2 separate regions of the Anser cygnoides genome follow, and region 1 is linked to region 2. A link is a contact called in public Hi-C data. All regions are on one chromosome and are shown on one strand. The core of a region is the stretch at or near the end of the contact, and the rest is flanking DNA. Distances in the headings are between cores, read along the strand shown.

Evidence for each region. A called contact is a pair of places that touch in the nucleus more often than the background predicts.
Region 1: a contact with region 2 is called in a Hi-C map of liver, with 2.2 times the contacts expected there. The contact joins the promoter of ATPSCKMT here to the promoter of SNRNP48 in region 2. A contact is called at or near these places in 2 of 7 Hi-C or Micro-C datasets (both in liver).

What each region holds. Positions count from the first base shown.
Region 1 is chr2:87,380,783-87,385,344 of Taihu_goose_T2T_genome, forward strand. ATPSCKMT (ATP synthase c subunit lysine N-methyltransferase) reads left to right here and starts at 2,298. Exons shown (of 5, transcript XM_048076402.2): 1 at 2,298-2,650; 2 at 3,027-3,310. The coding sequence starts at 3,029. It overlaps CCT5 (chaperonin containing TCP1 subunit 5), which reads right to left and starts at 2,332. Exons shown (of 11, transcript XM_048076401.2): 1 at 2,158-2,332; 2 at 1,721-1,781; 3 at 1,465-1,629; 4 at 760-958. The coding sequence starts at 2,262.
Region 2 is chr2:87,213,453-87,217,564 of Taihu_goose_T2T_genome, forward strand. SNRNP48 (small nuclear ribonucleoprotein U11/U12 subunit 48) reads left to right here and starts at 2,342. Exons shown (of 9, transcript XM_066992571.1): 1 at 2,342-2,503; 2 at 2,651-2,764; 3 at 3,104-3,164; 4 at 3,998-4,072. The coding sequence starts at 2,468.

The DNA.
Region 1 (4,562 bases), core at 1,048-3,547, 170 kb after region 2:
TCATAAGATACTGTAATCATAAACTGCATTTTGCAAAAACAGGCCCACAGTAATTAAAAAAGAGAGATATCCATCTCCATATTTTTCTGTTTTAATTCTTGTGTCTTTCCTATAATTTTAGGTATGACCTCCACAATGATATCTTAAAAAGCTAATGCCTGAAGAGGGACAGACAAAAATTGTCCCAAGAAATATAACTGGGAAATGACACTGATGCTTATTTACTCCATACTATATAGCAAAAAAATTCTATAATGCAAATAGAAAGCAGAGTTTCATCCCTAAGATCTGAATTTATATTTGTAGAACCTGCAATGAGAAATGCACTTACGGAACCAATAACTATCCTATGAGTCTTATTGGGTAAAAAAAAAAAAAAAAAAAAATATCTAACATGTAGCTATTTTTAGAAAGTTTGCACTTGCTATGATGCAGAAATATTGAACAAAATAGGTACAATGAAATTTGATTTTGCAGCTGTTTAACTTCATGGCATTGCCCCTTTAGAGAACACGGGTTTCACAGTTTGTTATCCTGAGATGAGAGTCCACTGAGAAAGGAACCAAAATCAAAGAAACTTTAAAGAGCTTTCAGCAGCCACTCCAGTAACAAAAACAATTTAATAATTCATCAAAACATCAAGGATTTCTCCTTTCAGCTCTAAGTGTATCTATGGAAAATATAAGTAGTCAGAAATATTCACGTAGGTATGGGAAATATAATTATTTGCATATATTCTTTAAGTTTTTGTGAACTTACACTTTAGAGCCTAGTGTTGTCTTGGCTGTCTGGATCAGAGGCTCTGTGTTCTGTGGGTCAACTGGAAAGCTGTCGCTGATTTTGTCGAGATGCTCAACTGCAATGCGAGCTGCCTGCTCGTAACCATCCGCTATTCTGATGGGGTGAATCCCACGGTCCAGCAACTGCTCGGCCTGTTCCAACAGTGCTCCAGCCAGAACTGTAAAATAAGATTTTAAATAACGTTTACTCTCCCACAGATAGAGGCCTCCTGTATTACACAGTATCAAAAACTTAAAAAGTATACCTTTAGATTTATTCTGCAGTATTTTAACAGTTTGAGGTTTATTACGTAATAACTTCAATAATAATAATAATACCACCAATGCTCTACTTACTGACTAAGAAGACTGCATTTAGACCATAAAAGCACAGGAGACAAGGTGAGACAGTAAGATCACTATGGAATAAAATTATGCAAAGAGTTCTGAAAGTACAAAGAGGACTTCCAACACTAACTTCAAATGCAGCCATACTTGGAAAGAGACACAAAAGCATGTTTTGGATTAAAAAAACTCCTAATAGATGAACTGAAAAGAATACTGAATCGGTAAGTACTCTAAAAATGTGCTTCAGTAAAGCTACTTTCACTCCGTAAGTGTTTTCTTAAAATAGCTTAAGAAACTTAACTAGAAATGCCAAGTTAAATGTAAGATCTTTTCTTACCAACGACTCCAGTAGTTCCATCCCCAATCTCATCATCCTGAGATTTAGACAGCTCCACCATGAGTTTGGCGATCTGGTGGTCCACATCCATCATATTCAGGATGGTAGCACCATCATTGGTTACTGTCACCTCACCATCTTTGTCCACCATCATTTTATCCAAGCCTAAAGAAAGACATGCTCAGAACATGAGGCCAGAGCTGGAAACCCCTGAAAAAACAATTACTAAGGAGAAATAATTGAAGTGATTTATTACCGTTGGGCCCGAGGGATGTTTTCAGAGTATTTGCCACAGCCTTTGCTGCCATTATGTGAGACTATAAAAGAATAGAGAAGTTAAACAGTTATTGTGCATCCACAAATCGTAGTGTTAAGCTAACAAATATAGAGAAAAGCTATTATATTGTAATAGTAAGTATTGTAAATGTTATATTTTAAGTAGCAACATCCAACTATGACTGAAAACGGATCTACATACGCACATGGCTTTTATGCTAGATATTTCCGAAGCCTCTCCGTCACTTGCAGAGCGGAGGCTTACAGCAGAAGAGCTCACTTGCACATTTAAGGCTTACAGATTAAAACCGAGGGCAGGGGCCGCCCCCAGCCGCGTGTGGCGGCCATCCCGCAGCGGGGCGATGCCCGCTCCCTCAGGCAGGGCCCCGCCGCCGGCTCTCGGGCCCGCCCGCTCACCTTGAGCGCCTCCAGCCCCATGAGGCGCGTCTTGCGCTCCTGGTCCTTGAGGATGAGGAAGGGCCGCCCATACTCATCAAACGCCAGCGTCCCCATGGCCGACATGGCTGCGGCGGCTCCCAACGGCCCCCAACCGCTCCCAACGGCCACCCGAGCACGAGCCGCGCCCGCCCTGCACGCCGCGCCGTGACGCAACGCGCTCACCCGCCGGCGGCCCCGCGCCTGCGCAGAGCGCCTGGCCGCGACATATTTCACGGGGGGGGAACTTATGTGGCGCTCGCGGCGGAGCTTTCTGGAAGCGGCTGGGGCTCCGGGCGCTGCGCGGCGCTCGCGGCCCCGTCCACCAGCGCGGCGCGGGGGGGGGTGGGGAATGCGATCACGCACAATTCGGACGCCAGGCGGGCCGCAGCGAGGTGGAGGGAAGAGAATAAGGAAGCACAGCCCCGCCGCCGAAGAGTGCCGTGCGGATCTTCTCTGCAGCGTGAGCAGAAAGGTGCTCGCCGCCTTCCCTCATCCCCCCCCGCCGTAGTGGGGTGGTAGGGTCCTCCTCCATAAATAAGGCCGCTGAGGGTGGGGGGGCCTCATGGTGGGGGTCGAGGCAGGGGTTGGTTCGTGGACTGGGAAGTGGAAAGCGTCTTCTTGCTTTTTTCCCTTTTTCGTCATGAACAATAAACCTAATACCTCACTTTCTTGTATACAATAATTTAGCTTTTTATTTAACTTTTTTAAGTCCTAGGAATCAACTGAAGTGTTAAAGCACCCCCTCCTTGTGTTAACACCTGTCATGTTATGTCCTGTGTCGCCCATTAACCAAGCAATTGGTAAAGCCACTTGTTTGATAAAATTACCCTGTTAATCTTTGTGTGTAGGTATGGCGTCCAAAGCACTGGTGACCGAGAGCCCCGCTGCACTCGTGCAAGGAAGCCCTGAGGAGCGCACTAAGAGGAGGCAGTGGGGGCTGCTGGCGACGGGCGCTGTTGGCGGGGTGCTGGTGGCCCTGTACGCTGTGGTCACCCCCTTCCTGGCCCCAGCTCTCAGGAAGGTCTGTCTGCCCTTCGTTCCTGCCACCTCAACGCAGATCGAGAACGTCCTGAAAATGTTGCAGGGCAGAAGCGGCTCTCTAGCTGACATTGGTAGCGGGGATGGCCGTGTTGTAAGTTACAAACATCTCCTACCTTCTCTACCTCAGAAAAGTGGCAAATGCTCTACCCCTGGCCTCTGTTTTCTCATATTTACAAACGTTTTTCTTCACATCCATTTTTTTTTAACCGAGCTTTATGCAAAGGCACAAGCCTGAGAATGGTTTACATTTAGTTTAGGTGAAGAATCGATACTTTTGTTCCAGCCTTACTCTCAGCTTGACAAAGTAGTGTCCCAAATCATAACCTCATCTTGTTGCTTGGGAGGCACTGCACTGCATTCACATAAAAAGATGTAATTAAAGTATTGGCATTGTGTTTTCCAGAGAGCTGTATTCCACGTAGGTTTATAGCTGCAGTATGTGAGGCTGTGAGTTTAAATAACCCTCTGCTTTTGGAGCTACAGCTCTATGATTACTGCATAAAAGTGACAGAAGAACAAAAGAAGATGAGAAAGGAATGATGGATTACAAAAATAAATATCATGGTATCATTAAAACTCCAGTCTTAAAACCGTTGTGCACTGCTGGCTGTCCCTTTTCAAAATGAATGTGGTAAAACCAGAGCAATTGCAAAGCGGAATGGTAGGAAACACTGTGGAAAGGCTTCTCTGCTCTCAGCAGACTTTCAGTGCAGAAGCTAGTTCAAGGGTTTTTCTGTATGGAAATTAGGATATAAGATAGGTAATTTCACTGGCCTCGAATGTTTTTAGTGTTGTAACACCCGTTTTTCAATGTCAGTTTCTGGTCTTTATCATTATGTGGCAAAGTTAAGATTCATCCAATCCACTGCAAAATTATTTTAAGATTGAACTCAACAGCTTGCTGTGGAGTTTTGAGGCATAAATAGATTGAAAAAGAAGTTAGGGAGATCTGGGAAGAAGGCTCTGGATAGCCAAAGTGATGCTGTGCTTTCAGGGAATTGCTTGAAACTTCCCTTTGTCAAAAGCAGTGAGGGAGGGTGCTGCGTAGAATGGTGTGGGTTTTTTGTAGTTGTGGTGCTTTGCGTACTATTTTTAAAGTACCTGCTTCTAGTCCATTTCAGTAACAGGATGGTGCATTAAGTGGGTTGTTGACGGAAACAAGCAAGATCTTTCTTGAATACTGCCTTTGTCCATATTTCATGTGAATGATTTGACAATCTGTCCATGCTGCAGTTGGATTTGGACATCCAAATCTGTGAACAAATTGTGCTTAAGTAATGCCCAGGGAAAAGCATGTAGGTACAAGAGAACTGCAGTTTCTGCTGTCCTCTCTGCTCTGCATT
Region 2 (4,112 bases), core at 1,092-3,591:
CCTGGTATGTACTGTGACTGCAGCCACTTCTCAAGGCACTGCTGAACCTAAAATCTTGTCCTCCGGTTTTTGGGAGCCCTACGCAAGGACCAGCTGGGGCATCCCCTCCCAGAGGGTTGTTGCCACTTCAGTTGGCACAGGGGTGCAAGGTGCTCGGTGCTGCCGCAGAGGATCCCTTTGAGGCTGCATATTGACTTGCTGTGTCATGGAGCTGCTTCACAGTATCCTGATGTACTTTTTAAAGGCCTTGGTTCACCTTTTGTCCTTGATTTTCTTGTAAACCTATTTCAGAGGCTTAATCTTAGCCCAGGCCCCACTGTGGTCTGTGCACTAGCGGCCTCATAACTGGATTTACTGTATTACAGGAATGAAGCTTCACTTGACTTTTTCTCCCAGAGCTCTAGAAAGGAGAACATTCACCCCAGCGGTTTGTTGCTCACCATTTCATCAAATCCATACAGGCCAGCGGAAAAATGATCACAGGAGATGGTATTTTTGGGGGGGGGGGGGGAAGCACTCAAAGATTATTTTGAGTCATACAAAATGTTCTGGTTTAGTAGAGCAAATTATCTATACTGATTTTGATTTTCAAATATCAACTTAGTTTGTAAGTAAAAAAAATAAAAATCATAATTTGTTTAATTCTATCAAATTATTATTATTAAAAAAAACCTGCTTTGATATTTTGTTGAACTTGACTTTTGTAATTTTGAAGACACAGCATTTTCCAGTGGAGATGGTCAGAACAATTTTGCCCAGCTGTTCTCATTACTCTTATGATAAAATGTGCTAATGTTAGCTAGCATACCCTACTACAGCATAGATAAAATTGCAAGGGCAGATGGGAAGTCTTCAGCTATAAGTATTCTTTATCGTGTGAAGTCAAAGATCCTCAGGCAAACATAGCTAGAGCCAGCAAATCTCCCAGAGGGCTAAAATCCCAGCTGAGTCTCAAATTCACTGTGCAGGAGAGAAATGGCTGTAATCTGCTAACGAAAGCAGATGTACAAGAGTCATTCTGGCAGCTACATCTGTCATGCCTCCTCCACCCCACCCCGCCTTGTTAAACTGTCTCGTCTTTCTAGTCATATGTGCTTTTCTCATAGATGACAAAAATAGGCAAGCAAAAAATGTCAGTCACACTAAATTTATTCCTTGGGACAGTTGTTCTTTCCTTGTTTTATGTCCCAGGCTTACTGAGTCCTAATGGTCCCTCAGCATCTAAGGAAAGGCTTTTGTAATGTTGGCCAAACAGTGTTTGGCCTTTGTAGGCTTTTGTAATTTTGGCCAACAGGATTCCTTGGGGCACGTTCCAGCCCTGTGGCTCTCTCCCACAGTGTCCCTTGGGCTGTGCATGTATGGGAATGGTACCAAGAAGAAATGCACATCCTGTCCCTGCACCATACGGCCCTTCTGTATCCCCTCACTTCACACGTGACAGGAGGGTGCTGGAGAAGCTGTGGTCTCGCACTGTGTTCCTAGTATTGGAAGAGGGGTGTTCAAGGAAAGGTTGGACCTGGCACTTAGGGACATGGTTTAGTGGGTGACATTGGTGGTAGGGTGACGGTTGGACCAGATGATCTTGGAGGTCTCTTCCAACCTTAATGACTCTGTGATTCTACGAGGGAAATGGCAATTAGAGGCTTAATAGCACCGAGGAGACTGATGTTCCTCCAACCCCATCACAAACAGGCATGGGCTTTGGGGTTTTGGTTCCATTCTGAAGAGCCCAAGCCAGCATGAGCTATGCTCAGAAATTAAAATTGTACTTTGCTAAAGCTGGTGAGCAATTCTGACTTGACCCTTGTGAAGAGAGAGCACGCTGCCCCAGCTTTTGCTTTGCTCCTTTGTGGCAACAAGTCTGAAAAGGGCCGGAAAGCATTGGTGCCCTCGAGGAAAAAACACTGCTGCCAGGCTTCATCCCCAGCAAGACCAAGCAGCGTGGGCCCGTGGGATGTTCCCCACAGCACGCCTCAGCCCACGGGTGCTTCTGCTGATACTGGGCGGTTCAAGACCAGACCTGTGGGGCTGATTTGCAGCCGCGGGTGCTTTTGTCAGCCTCCAAACCTATCCCAGGGCACTGAAGCCAAACAGCTCTTTCCGTGAATGCTCTTCCCACGGACAGAGAGCTGCCCGATGCCTTTCAGCATGGGGCAGACCACATCGGAGGACATTTAGGGCACCCACCGGCCGCAGCCCCCACACCTGAGGGGCTGCCCTGGGGGCTCTGCGCCATCTCCGTCCTGGCTTTGTCGCCTCCCGCCGCCAGGCGGTGCCCTGTGCCCGGCGGGGGAAGGCTGAGGAGGAGCCGGGGCGGAGCGGCGCCTCCCTCGCCCCCTTCCCTCCCTCCCCTCTGGAGCCGGGCCGAAGCCGCCTCACAAAATGGCGCCGCCCCATCTCGGGGCGCGCCCGGAGTAAAGATGGCGGCGGCGCCGCTTCATTCCTTTCCCTGTGGCCCTCGGGAGCGATGGCGGCTCGCAGCGCCGTGTGGCTGGGCGACCAGGTAACGGCGGTGCTCGCCCATCCCCGGCCCCGTGTGCCCGGCAAGGGGGGGGCGTGCGGTGGCGGTGGGCTGCCCGGGGAGGGAAGAGCCCGGCGGGGTGCGGGAGCTTGGGGTGGCTGTAGGCGCTGACCTGTGGCCGGCCGGCAGGTGGAGCGGGTGGTCTGCCCCTACGACAGCCATCACCGGGTGCCCCGGGCGTCGCTGGAGAGGCATGCGGCGTCCTGCCGCCTCCGCAAGATGGGCTACTCCGACGAGGAGCAGGTGGGCTGCTGGTTACGGGGGGCACCCGCAGTGTGGGAGGGATTGGGGGGGGTAATGGGGGCTTTTGGGGATGGGGGTGGACTGGGGAGAGTGGGGGGTAACGGGGGCTTTTTGGAGTGGGACTGCGGAGAGAGTGCGTAGTGGGGGCTTTTGGGGGTGAAATTTGGTGCTGAAAGAGGCCCGGTGGCCCCCACGCACGGATCCTGCCCCACAAGGTGTAGCTGTGTCTGTGGATCCCCTTGGGGACCCCAAATGAGGGCCACGGGATGGAGGCTCAGCGGGCGGCTTTGGTGAGCTGGGGCTGCTGTGGTGGTGTGATCGAGTTGCCGTGTCCCGCAGGCGGAGATGTACGACTCCAGCTTCTTCTACGAAAACCTGAAGGTGCCCAGTGTTGCGATGGGTAAGTGTGTGGGTGGGCAAGGGAGTGCTTTGCTGCAGGGCTGAGGTTGGAAGGGGCTGCTGGAGGTCATCTGGTCCAGCTCCCTGCTCAAGCAGGGCCACCTAGAGCTGCATGCCCAGCACCACGTCCAAATGGCTTTTGAGCCTCTCCAAGGTGAGAGCCACCACAACCCCTCCGGGCAACCCGTTAACACCATCCTTGCTCCTGCAGGGTGGGAGCATGAGCCTGTGTGGAGCACACAAGGTGTGGCAGAGCCCACGTCTTCACACCAGCTTGCAGCACTGTGTTGCCCGTAAACTGTTCAAGACATCTTAGAAAAACCAAGTGTTTTCATTGCATAGATTTGTCTTGTCACTGTGCTTTACCTTAATTTACGTTATTCGTTTAACCTGTGTCATTGTGTAATTCTGCTCTGTAGGTCACTTGGCCATTTTTATAGTAAAACCCAAATAGAATCCTTTTTCTTTTTCTTCTTTGGTTATTTTCTAGGTTCTTCCTTACATCAAGTGCAGAAAGCGCATTAAAAAGCACTTTAATAAGGCAGAAACACTGGCCCTAGAGTTTGGACATACAGTAATGATACAGGAGAGAGTTCCAATATACATACATGTCTTTCCAGATCCCTGTAACCCAGAAATCCTTTTTTTTTTTTTTTTTCCCCCCCTCCCCATAGTTTGAATATGGAATAGATTAAAATACTTTTAGTGTAGACTCCCTTATGCATCAGTAAAACTGCAGTGTTCTATAAAATACCGTAAGCCTCATAATAGAGGTTGGGGAATAAAGACTGACCCTACCGAGTACTTGATGTAAAAGTTCTTCTCTATCTGCAGATAAAGATCTTCAGTTTCATATTGTTCAGCAAGCTAAAGCTCAAAGTGTGAAAGAAGGCATAGGCTACAGCGAAGGTAAGTAGCATGCAGGTATGGAGCTGATTTCTTCAGCTCT